2 separate regions of the Mus musculus genome follow, and region 1 is linked to region 2. The links are chromatin contacts, called in public HiChIP or PLAC-seq maps. All regions are on one chromosome and are shown on one strand. Each heading gives the region's core, a stretch centred on a gene start, on an enhancer-like site or on the middle of the called end of the contact. The rest is flanking DNA. Distances are from core to core; before and after follow the strand shown.

Region 1 (4,774 bases), core at 1,010-3,509, 91 kb after region 2:
TACAATCCTGTTCATGTAAGCATCACTCACAGCATCCGAAAGGTAGAAGCAACTCAAGTATTTTCAACATGACAACAGAGTAACAAAATGTGGTAAATATATACACTGGAACACTATTTGGCTCATGCAGGAAAATGTGACAAATGCTAACACATAGTACACATGTTGATGCTTGAAGACAATATATTACATGAACTAAGTCATTCACAATGGACTGAGATGAAGTTCAGAGCAGTCAGTCAGAAAATCAGAAAACAGAATGGTGATTGCCAGAAGCTAGAGGAAGAAGGAAAGGGAGAATGGGAATGCAATAGTTTGGGCTGGGAGCTGAGCCAAGTGGTAAAGGTGCTGGTCTAACCTATACAAGGCTCTACTTTCAGTCCCCAAACCATTCATGAATACAGAAGTCCTAGAAGTGGATGGTGGTAGTGATTGTGTAACAATGTAAATACATTTAATGTCAAGGAACTGTATGGCTAAAAATAATTAAAGATGGGGCTGGAGAGACAGCTCAAAGGTTAAGAGCACTGATGCTCTTCTAGAGGTCCTGAGTTCAATTCCCAGCAACCACATGGTGGCTCACAACCATTTGTAATGGGATCCGATGCCCTCTTGTGTCATGCACTATATATGCACGCACAGAACACCCATACATAAACAAATAATATTTAAAAAATAATTAAGATCAGGAGCTGAAGAAATGGCTCAGCAGTTAAGAGCACTAGCTGCTCTCCCACAGGACCTGGGTTCGATTTCCAGCACCCACATGGCACCTCACAACCATCTGTAACTCCAGTCCCATGGGATCTAATACCTCTTCGGACATTCTTGGGCACTGCACACACATGCTGCATAGACATGCACACAGGAAAAATATGCACATGAGGATGATGAAGATATAAAGGAAGCAAAGTGCAGAAGAACTCCAAGGGAATTTTTTTTTTTTTTAAAGATTTATTTATTTATTTATTATATGTAAGTACATTGTAGCTGTCTTCAGACACTCCAGAAGAGGGAGTCAGATCTTGTTACGGATGGTTGTGAGCCACCATGTGGTTGCTGGGATTTGAACTCTGGACCTTCGGAAGAGCAGTCGGGTGCTCTAACCCACTGAGCCATCTCACCAGCCCTCCAAGGGAATTTTAAGCTCAGTTTAAGAGAGGTAAACTAAAATCGCCTCACCTACAAATTATTACAGACCCAGATAAAAACCTCAGTATTTCATTGCAAATACATGATTTTCCTAAGTTCACTGCAGTTCACCTAGCTATGTCCTTATGCAAAATTTCACTTTGCAGTGTAAACCTAGCTGCAGTCTTAGAAGACTGGGAAACACCAAGTAAACAATATTCTTGTGGCTTCATTTTAGTGCTTTGTTGTAATGTGCATAACACTTCTCACTCTGTCTTATGGAGTGGATCAGGGTCTGACTAACAAAAGCAGGGCTATCATTGATAAAGTCTGACTCAGTGATAATCTAAGCCTAGACAGACAACTCTATGGTCATATACTCCCTGCTACTTACAAGTCATCAATTCAGTGCCTCTGCTCGTATTTTTCCTTTAGCCTGTACTCCATCCTCTACGTTAGTCCAAATTCATTTCTCAGTAACTTAAGTTGCGTCCTTCTGCTGAAGTGCCCAGGCATCAAACTCCATGCTCATGTTACCAAGAGAACCTCTAGGTTGGAGGATACTGAAGTCCAAACAGATGCATGAGCAATGAGTCTTGGAAGACTCAGAGGACCGGGACCTCACAATTCCTTCTCTAATTCTGCCTCCATTAACAGAGATGACTAGGCTAGGGGTGGTGGTATGCACCTGTAATTTCCATACCAGAGAGAAGTGGAAGCAGGAAAGATCTTATATTGAAGGCCAACCTGGGCTGTGTAATAAATTCCAAACCTGCCTTAGCTACTAGCACTTGGCAGGTAGCAGCACAAAGCTCAGGAATCCAAAACCAGCCTTGAGTACAGAACAAGTTCAAGGTCAGCCTGGGATATTGAGACCTGTCTCATATAGACAAATAAATACCACAGAATGTGCAGGGAGAAAGGAGGCAAACCCTCTAAATGAACCTTCAAGGTGTCATAGTGTATTTCACTCTTCTTATGAAAGGACACAACAGTTTCTATGGGGAGGAACAACGTGGGCTCTTCTTTGACATCAGGAGTTCCAGTTACAATAGCAGCTCTAAGCAGCTGTACTGTCAGAATCTGCTGAGGATAAACAGGAAGAGAGGCTTGTTCAAATGCAAATAACTTGGGACAACTGAAGCACCAGCATGACTAAACCACGAAAGACAAAAAAAGCAGAGCACCAGAGACTCCATGCTTGTGGAAGTACTTTAACTCCCACTGACAAAACCCGTGCTCCAAAGGACAGAAGGGTCTGTGGTCTTTCAGCTGCCTCCCATCTGTTGAGGAGGATCTAAAGGTAGCCAACAGACCCACCACATGCCAGGAGACCCAAAGATACCACTTTACACTGTCATCTGAAAGCTGGCCTTCAACTCATCTCTTCCTGGAGATATCAAATAACATTCTAAGACAGGTGATAAGAGTCTGTTCATGCTGCCTTAGAAATCCTCCTCATACACACATCAGCACACATAACCTTTAGACACAGCTAAAATAAACTGTGCACACCATAATTGTCCTAGCAAGCCTTACTCCATGGTATCTTGGAGACTCAGAGGTGGGATTGCTGACCCAGGCTCTTGTTTTCTCAACTACCCCAAGTCACAGATGCCCATCACAAACTGGAAGAAGAAGACAAAGGAGCAGGGAAGCCTGGCTCCGTTGTGCCTTTTCTTCTTCCTCGGATATAACTATAGAAAATGACGCAACTTCTTTGATCATTCTCATCAGTGTTCATCTACAAGGAAACCCAAAACATTTTAACTTTCACAGAACAGAAAAATAAAATGTATCTAGGAATTTCTAAACAAGCTTCAAAACGAAAGCCAAGTGCAGAGGCACATGCCATTAACCCGAGCATCACCAGGCACAGGCAAGTGGATCTGAGTGTGAGGCAGGCCTTGGCTACTTTTGGTTTCTAGGCCAGCCAGGGTACACAGTGAAACCCTGTCTCAAAGTTAAGGAAGGGTGTGCGTGTACAGAATTGGCCCAGTAGTTAAAAGCAATAGTTAGCTTTGTGAGGACCCAAGTTCAATTCTTAGCACCCACCTGGTGATTCATAACTATCTGTAACCCTGGCCCAAAAGATTCAATACCCTTTTCTGCCCTCCAGGCACACATATGCTGTTCATACATGTAACATAAAACTTAAGAAAGAAACCTCAAAAGCAGCATGGCAATTCTTCAAAACAAACAAACAAACAAACAAACACACCCTAAACACAGAATTACCATACAAAAACTCCTCAACTGGGCCTATGCCTCAAAGAAATGAAGCAGGGCCTCTTTACCCATTTTAAGAGAGCCTTGCTCTATAGCTCAGATGGCCTAGAAATGCCAAACCATTTACCTACCTCAGCCTCCCAAGTGCTAGTGTACTAAGTATGCAACACCATACTGATTTGAAGGCAAGCTCCCAAACACAACTTGTACTCATAGAAGCATCATACACAAACCCCAAAAGTATGGTAACTCCAGTATCCATCAACAAATGGACAGATGAAATATGGTAAACAAACACCATGAAAATATTAGTTGGTCTAAAAGAAGGAAGGACCCTGGAATCTTATAAGATGTGGGAAACTTGGGGATATTCTGCATGAAATGACTACAGCTTTATAGTTTATCAGGAGCTAGTGGCTGGGGTCATCATACCCATTTAATAGGTGGTAACTTGCTCAAGGTCATGCAGCAAACAGCAGCAGCTTCTTTAATTGATTCACCCCATGCCCTCCAGCCCGGAGAGGAAGAAAGAGTAGCCTAAGACATCTCTGTGAACCTGGAACATTACATCCCGAAAGGAAGAGTCTAGGCTTACAACTTTACCACATAACAAAAGTAGGGCCTTCCAAAAGTCACTCTTTAATCTTTAAACATTGTATTTTGAGGAAAGTATGGTGACAAACACATGCAATCCCAGCATTTCAGTAATAGAGCAGGAGGTGACAACTGGTTACGTCCTGAGTTCAAAGCTATGTGAGAATCTGTTTCAAGTGGCAAAAACAAGGATGCGATAAGCAGCCTATATTATGCTCTACAGAGTTTGAAGATTAAAAGATTAGAGAACTAGCATATGGAAGAACATCCCAAGCCTGACATTTAGTAATGGAAAAGAGATGACAGTAAGGAGTGAAGGTATACTGTTCTTAGCATCATCATACGAGTTCACGGTCTGGCTTTCATCAGTGTGGTAAGATTCCCACGCATCTTTCCAGCAATCTCTTGAGGAAGCTGAGTGGGTCCTTCCTTCTTCAGCCCAATATTTAATTAGCAACAGTGAAATGGGTGTGCTTAGCCTCTGCAGGAAGCCCAGTGTGAGAACTGGGATGAAAGGAGAGAAGCAACCATGCTGACAGGCACCTTCTCAGGCTCAGCCTGACTTTCAGTTATTCAGAGAAGGCAGGGAACTTAATCTAGCTGCCTGGTGGCCCTTGGGGAGAATAAGGACAGCAGCCCAGGCAGAAATCATTGAAAGCAATAGCAACAAAGTAGAAGATACAGTAAACGGGCCCCAGATGAAAAAGAGCTGCCCGAGAAGCCTGTGGAAATATAGGATAAATAATACCTACACTATATTCTTATATACTTTATACTCTGACCCAGAACCTGCTGCTGCACTCAAACATCCACATCTGTC
Region 2 (4,358 bases), core at 686-3,185:
TTCAAAATTAAAAGGGATGGGCATCTAATTGGGCCTAACAACCATCTGGCCATGACCACTCCTGAGGAAAACCGATTCACCTAAAGATATTTAAAAAAAAAAAAAAGAAGAAGAAGAAGAAGAAGAAAGAAAAAGGGGGCTGGAGAGATGGCTCAGTGGATAGGAGCACTGACTGCTCTTCTGAAGGACCCGAGTTCAAATTACATGGTGGCTCACAACCACCCTTCTGACGCCCTCTTCTGGTGAGTCTGAAGTCAGCTACAGTGTACTTATGTATAATAATAATAAATAAATCTTTAAAAGAAAAAGAAAAAAGGAACTCGGAGGAAGCTAGGCATGGTGGTGCACGACTTTAATCCCAGCACTTGGGAAACTGAGGTAAGTGGGCCAACTGAGATAAACTGGGTTCGAGGCCAGCCTGGTCTACAGAGTGAGTTCCAGGACAGCCAGGGCTACACAGAGAAACCCTGTCTCTAAAAACAAAAGCAAACAACAAAAAAGCAATGGGAAGAACAGTTCCCTCCTTCACGAACTCCCTCCTTCCTCCTCTCATTTGAATGGCAGCCCAAACTCTCAGCGCGGTTGCCTTTACACTCTGAGCTTTGTTTTTTGAAAGACTTCTCCCCTGCCTTCTAGAGTGTGTGGCCACTGCTGACCCCATTGCAAACCTTCCCTCCTCTGCTCCACGCTGCTAAGATTTACACCTTGCCTGCCCTGTTGTTCTCCCAGATGCTAATAAAGTAATGAAACAGTCCTGAACTTCCTTCAGAGTCTGTCTCTATGGCTCATTTAACAGTGAGACTTAGAACTCACAGACTGAAACCCTAGCCCTTCCCCGCCCCCCCATAACAATTCCAGAAGCCGCCACCACCAACAGCAACAACATCAAAAAAAGGAAATAAACCGGGTGGTGGTGGCGGCCCATGCCTTTAATCCCAGCACTTGGGAGGCAGAGGCAGGTGGATTTCTGAGTTCGAGGCCAGCCTGGTCTACAAAGTGAGTTCCAGGACAGCCAGGGCTATACAGAGAAACCCTGTCTCAAAAAAACCAAAAAAAAAAAAAAAAAAAAAAAATCAATAAGGCTGGAGAGATGGCTCAGTGGTTAAGAGCACTGGCTTCTCTTCCAAGAGGTCCTGAGTTCAATTCCCAGCAACCATATGGGGTTTACAACCATCTCTAATGGAATTCCATGTCTTGATCTGATATGTCTGAAGAGAGCAACATTGTACTCATATACATAAAATAAATTAAAAAAAAAAAAAAAAAAAGGAAGCCGGGCATGGTGGCGCACGCCTTTAATCCCAGCACTCGGGAGGCAGAGGCAGGTGATTTTCTGAGTTCGAGGCCAGCCTGGTCTACAAAGTGAGCTCCAGGACATCCAGAGCTATACCGAGAAACCCTGTCTCGAAAAACCAAAAAAAAAAAAAAAAAAAAAAAAGGAAAAACATCTGGAGGGTATACCCCATCCTAGGTTCTTGACTTAGGATCTGAGGATGAACTTCAGGGAGTGGGGTGTGGGGGTTGGGAGGGGGGGTAACAGCTCAGTGAACAGTATATACCAGGCCCTGGCTTTCACACCCAGCAACCTCTCAAAACCAAACCAGTGAGATGGAAACAAACATTAGCCCCACCCCCTGCTCACTCCCTGCGGATCAAAACCCACAATTTCGATCATATCTTTAATTTGAAACCAAAGAACCAAAGGAACAGGGTTCTCTGATGAGATACTCAGGAAACAGACAACATGACCACTGGGGAAGTTAGGTATTTTCTGTGATACTTGGGACTGACGCCTGGGCCTCCAAAGTCCTGAGTATTTAGTCCTACCAGGAGCCTTTACTTCTTTGAAACAAACCTCTCCATTGACCTCGTCAGTGTATAGGGAGGGAGAGGGCCTGACTTCCTCCTTTGGGTGAGTCAGCACGCAAAAGAGTTCCTACCATTCACCACGCCCAGTGAACAAGCACTCAGGAAATAGGTCCTTGCCCCAGGTGGCCTGCCCAAGTCAGTCCCTTTGATCACATAGTCACTTACATAATGGCAGCCCCCCCCCCCATTTGCATTTGATGGGAACAATTTTTTTAATGGCAAACAACTTGTGAATTGGTGACATGGTGTTCATGTGGAGATCAAAGGGCCCACGGGACAGAAGACAGGTCATCGGGCCTGGAGGCAAGCCTGGGTCTCTCTGTCCAGTCCACAACGGGTGTCCCAGGGGTGGGACTCAAGTCCTTAGGCTTGACAGCTAACATCTTAACCTGCTGAGACAGCTCATTAGTTGTGGACTCTCTTTAATAATGCCCAACTTGCACTTGCAAGGCAGAGGCAGGTGGATTTCTGAGTTCGAGGCCAGCCTGGTCTATACAGTGAGTTCCAGGACAGCCAGGGCTACACAGAGAAACCCTGTCTTGGGGAAAAAAAACAAAAAACAAAACCAAACAAAAAAAACAAAACCAAACAAAAAAACAACAAAAAAAAAGATTTTAAGAAAGTTTGCCAAAGCTGGGTGTAATCCTAGGCCCAAGCTGGTGGAGACAGGTGAGTCAGGTGGAGACAGGTGGATTTCTGGGAACTTTGGGCCAGCCAGTCTAACTTAACAGGTGAGCTGAATTTTCAGTGAGAGACCCTGCCTCAAAATACAGGCTGGAAGAAGACACTCAAACACTGCCCTCTGGCCTCCACTGGCACATGCAGGAGCACCTACAACCCACACAGAAAATACACACACACACACACACACACACACACACACACACAAACAGGCACACACAAGAAAGAAGGAAAATATCATAGGAAACCCTATTATTTTGTATGCTAACAACGATAACAACAAATTCTAAGAAAAAGTATTGAAGGCCATCCTTGGGTAGGAAACATTTTCTCAAAATGAGAGAGAGAACATAAGAAAAGTCAATGAAGCTAAATTCTGAAAATATGTAAATGTATATATGCATGATATATCATGTGTGAGTATTTGCTTTAGTTTTTAGAATTCACATTCATGTTGAAATGGAATGGCAAAATTTTCATTTTCCAGAACGGGGATAAAATACATTTATGGCAAGGTGGGGGGAGACAACACGCTTAGCACATACAGCCTTTAGACGGCATCCCACCTTTCCTGTGTCCTCTCGAGTCATGAGAGGAGATCCCTGTAGGGGCTGATTTCCAACGTGAGTCCTGGTCATGTGCCAAGTCGCAGCCACACTTGAAAAGACAAGCACTTCCTTGAGAGGTTTTTTTTTTGGGGGGGGGGGTTGGTTGTTTTGTTTTGTTTTGTTTTGAGACAGGGTTTCTCTGTGTAGCCCTGGCTGCCCTGGAACTCACTTTATAGACCAGGCTGGCCTCGAACTCAGAAATCCGCCTGCCTCTGCCTCCCAAGTGCTGGGATTAAAGGCGTGTGCCACCTCGCCTGGCTCCTTGAGAGTTTAAAGGCCTGCAGGCCTGTCACCGTGGCAATTGTAGGGTAACAGGGATAAAGAGGCAGAGACAGCGGGCTGTGCATAGCCATGTGTTTTATTGGATCTGGTGTCTTTCTTATTATACAAAATAGGTAGAAGAGCCCAAAATGCAAAGCAGTCAACAATGTCTGACAGGAGGCGGGAAAGTGGGGGCCTTCCCCTCAGACCCTGGCTGACTGGGAAGGGGCGCTGAACGACAAGCAGGTTTATTAATAAGCAGCAGCAGCATGGCCGGATGCTGATGACAGGTTGGACCTGGATCCTATGGTCCCTGCCCTCTAGGTGAGCTCTGGAGCATCTCTGGGTAGACTAAAGAGTGGGGGTGGGGACCCTAGAGGATCCTAGGGCATTGTGGGGAGCCAGGCAAAGATTCGAATGGATGCCCCCACACTGGGTTCAGATGGAGTGCCCCTCTCGTTCTTCCCATTCCCCTAAGGCTGCCACTAGACTCACTCCACACCTCTACATCTAGACAGGGGTCATGGAGAATCAAACAGGGTCACCAGAACGGCTGACAGCCGGAGGGTAGGTGGGACCTTGACAGGCATCATCCAGGACACCGCTCACTCATCGTCCCCTGGCCACCACTCCCACCATAGGAGCAAGGAGGAGGGAGAGGTTTCAGGGATGGACCGGACATCTGGATCCTAAGACACTGAGAAGTGTATGGTGAATTTCTGGGACATTGCTAAGGACATAAGGCCTTCTGGAAAGTCTGGAAACTCATACTCTGCTGACCCAGAGCAGCAGCCCTGTGGAACCTGGCGGTGACAGCCAACCTGGGCTCTCATAGCCTGCCCAGGCTTTCTGGTCTCCACTCCAGCCTGATTCCTAGGACCTAACCACTGGCTCAGGGCCAAGATTTGTCTGCTTTCTTATTCTCCCCTCCCACAGGGT

Evidence for each region. HiChIP or PLAC-seq counts read pairs in DNA pulled down with a chosen protein or histone mark.
Region 1: an H3K27ac HiChIP or PLAC-seq map of embryonic stem cells shows a contact between it and region 2, with 5 read pairs. The contact joins two enhancer-like sites. A contact is called at or near these places in 1 of 115 datasets of contacts at active chromatin or transcription factors (embryonic stem cells) and 3 of 9 other capture datasets (adipose tissue, liver and pancreatic islet).

Annotation. Positions count from the first base shown.
Region 1 is chr19:45,880,017-45,884,790 of GRCm38.p6, forward strand. The region is part of intron 23 of Armh3 (armadillo-like helical domain containing 3); the gene reads right to left. Among named protein-coding and RNA genes, the nearest start is that of Kcnip2, 66 kb to the left of the region's middle. Within about 2 kb of position 2,260, at least 20 of the 459 cell types and tissues checked have an H3K27ac peak or open chromatin away from gene starts, as enhancers often do. A contact at or near this core is called in embryonic stem cells, where this site is marked.
Region 2 is chr19:45,788,851-45,793,208 of GRCm38.p6, forward strand. It overlaps Kcnip2 (Kv channel-interacting protein 2), which reads right to left. Exons shown (of 10, transcript NM_145703.2): 10 at 3,496-4,358. Among named protein-coding and RNA genes, the nearest start is that of Oga, 7.5 kb to the left of the region's middle. Within about 2 kb of position 1,936, at least 185 of the 459 cell types and tissues checked have an H3K27ac peak or open chromatin away from gene starts, as enhancers often do. A contact at or near this core is called in embryonic stem cells, where this site is marked.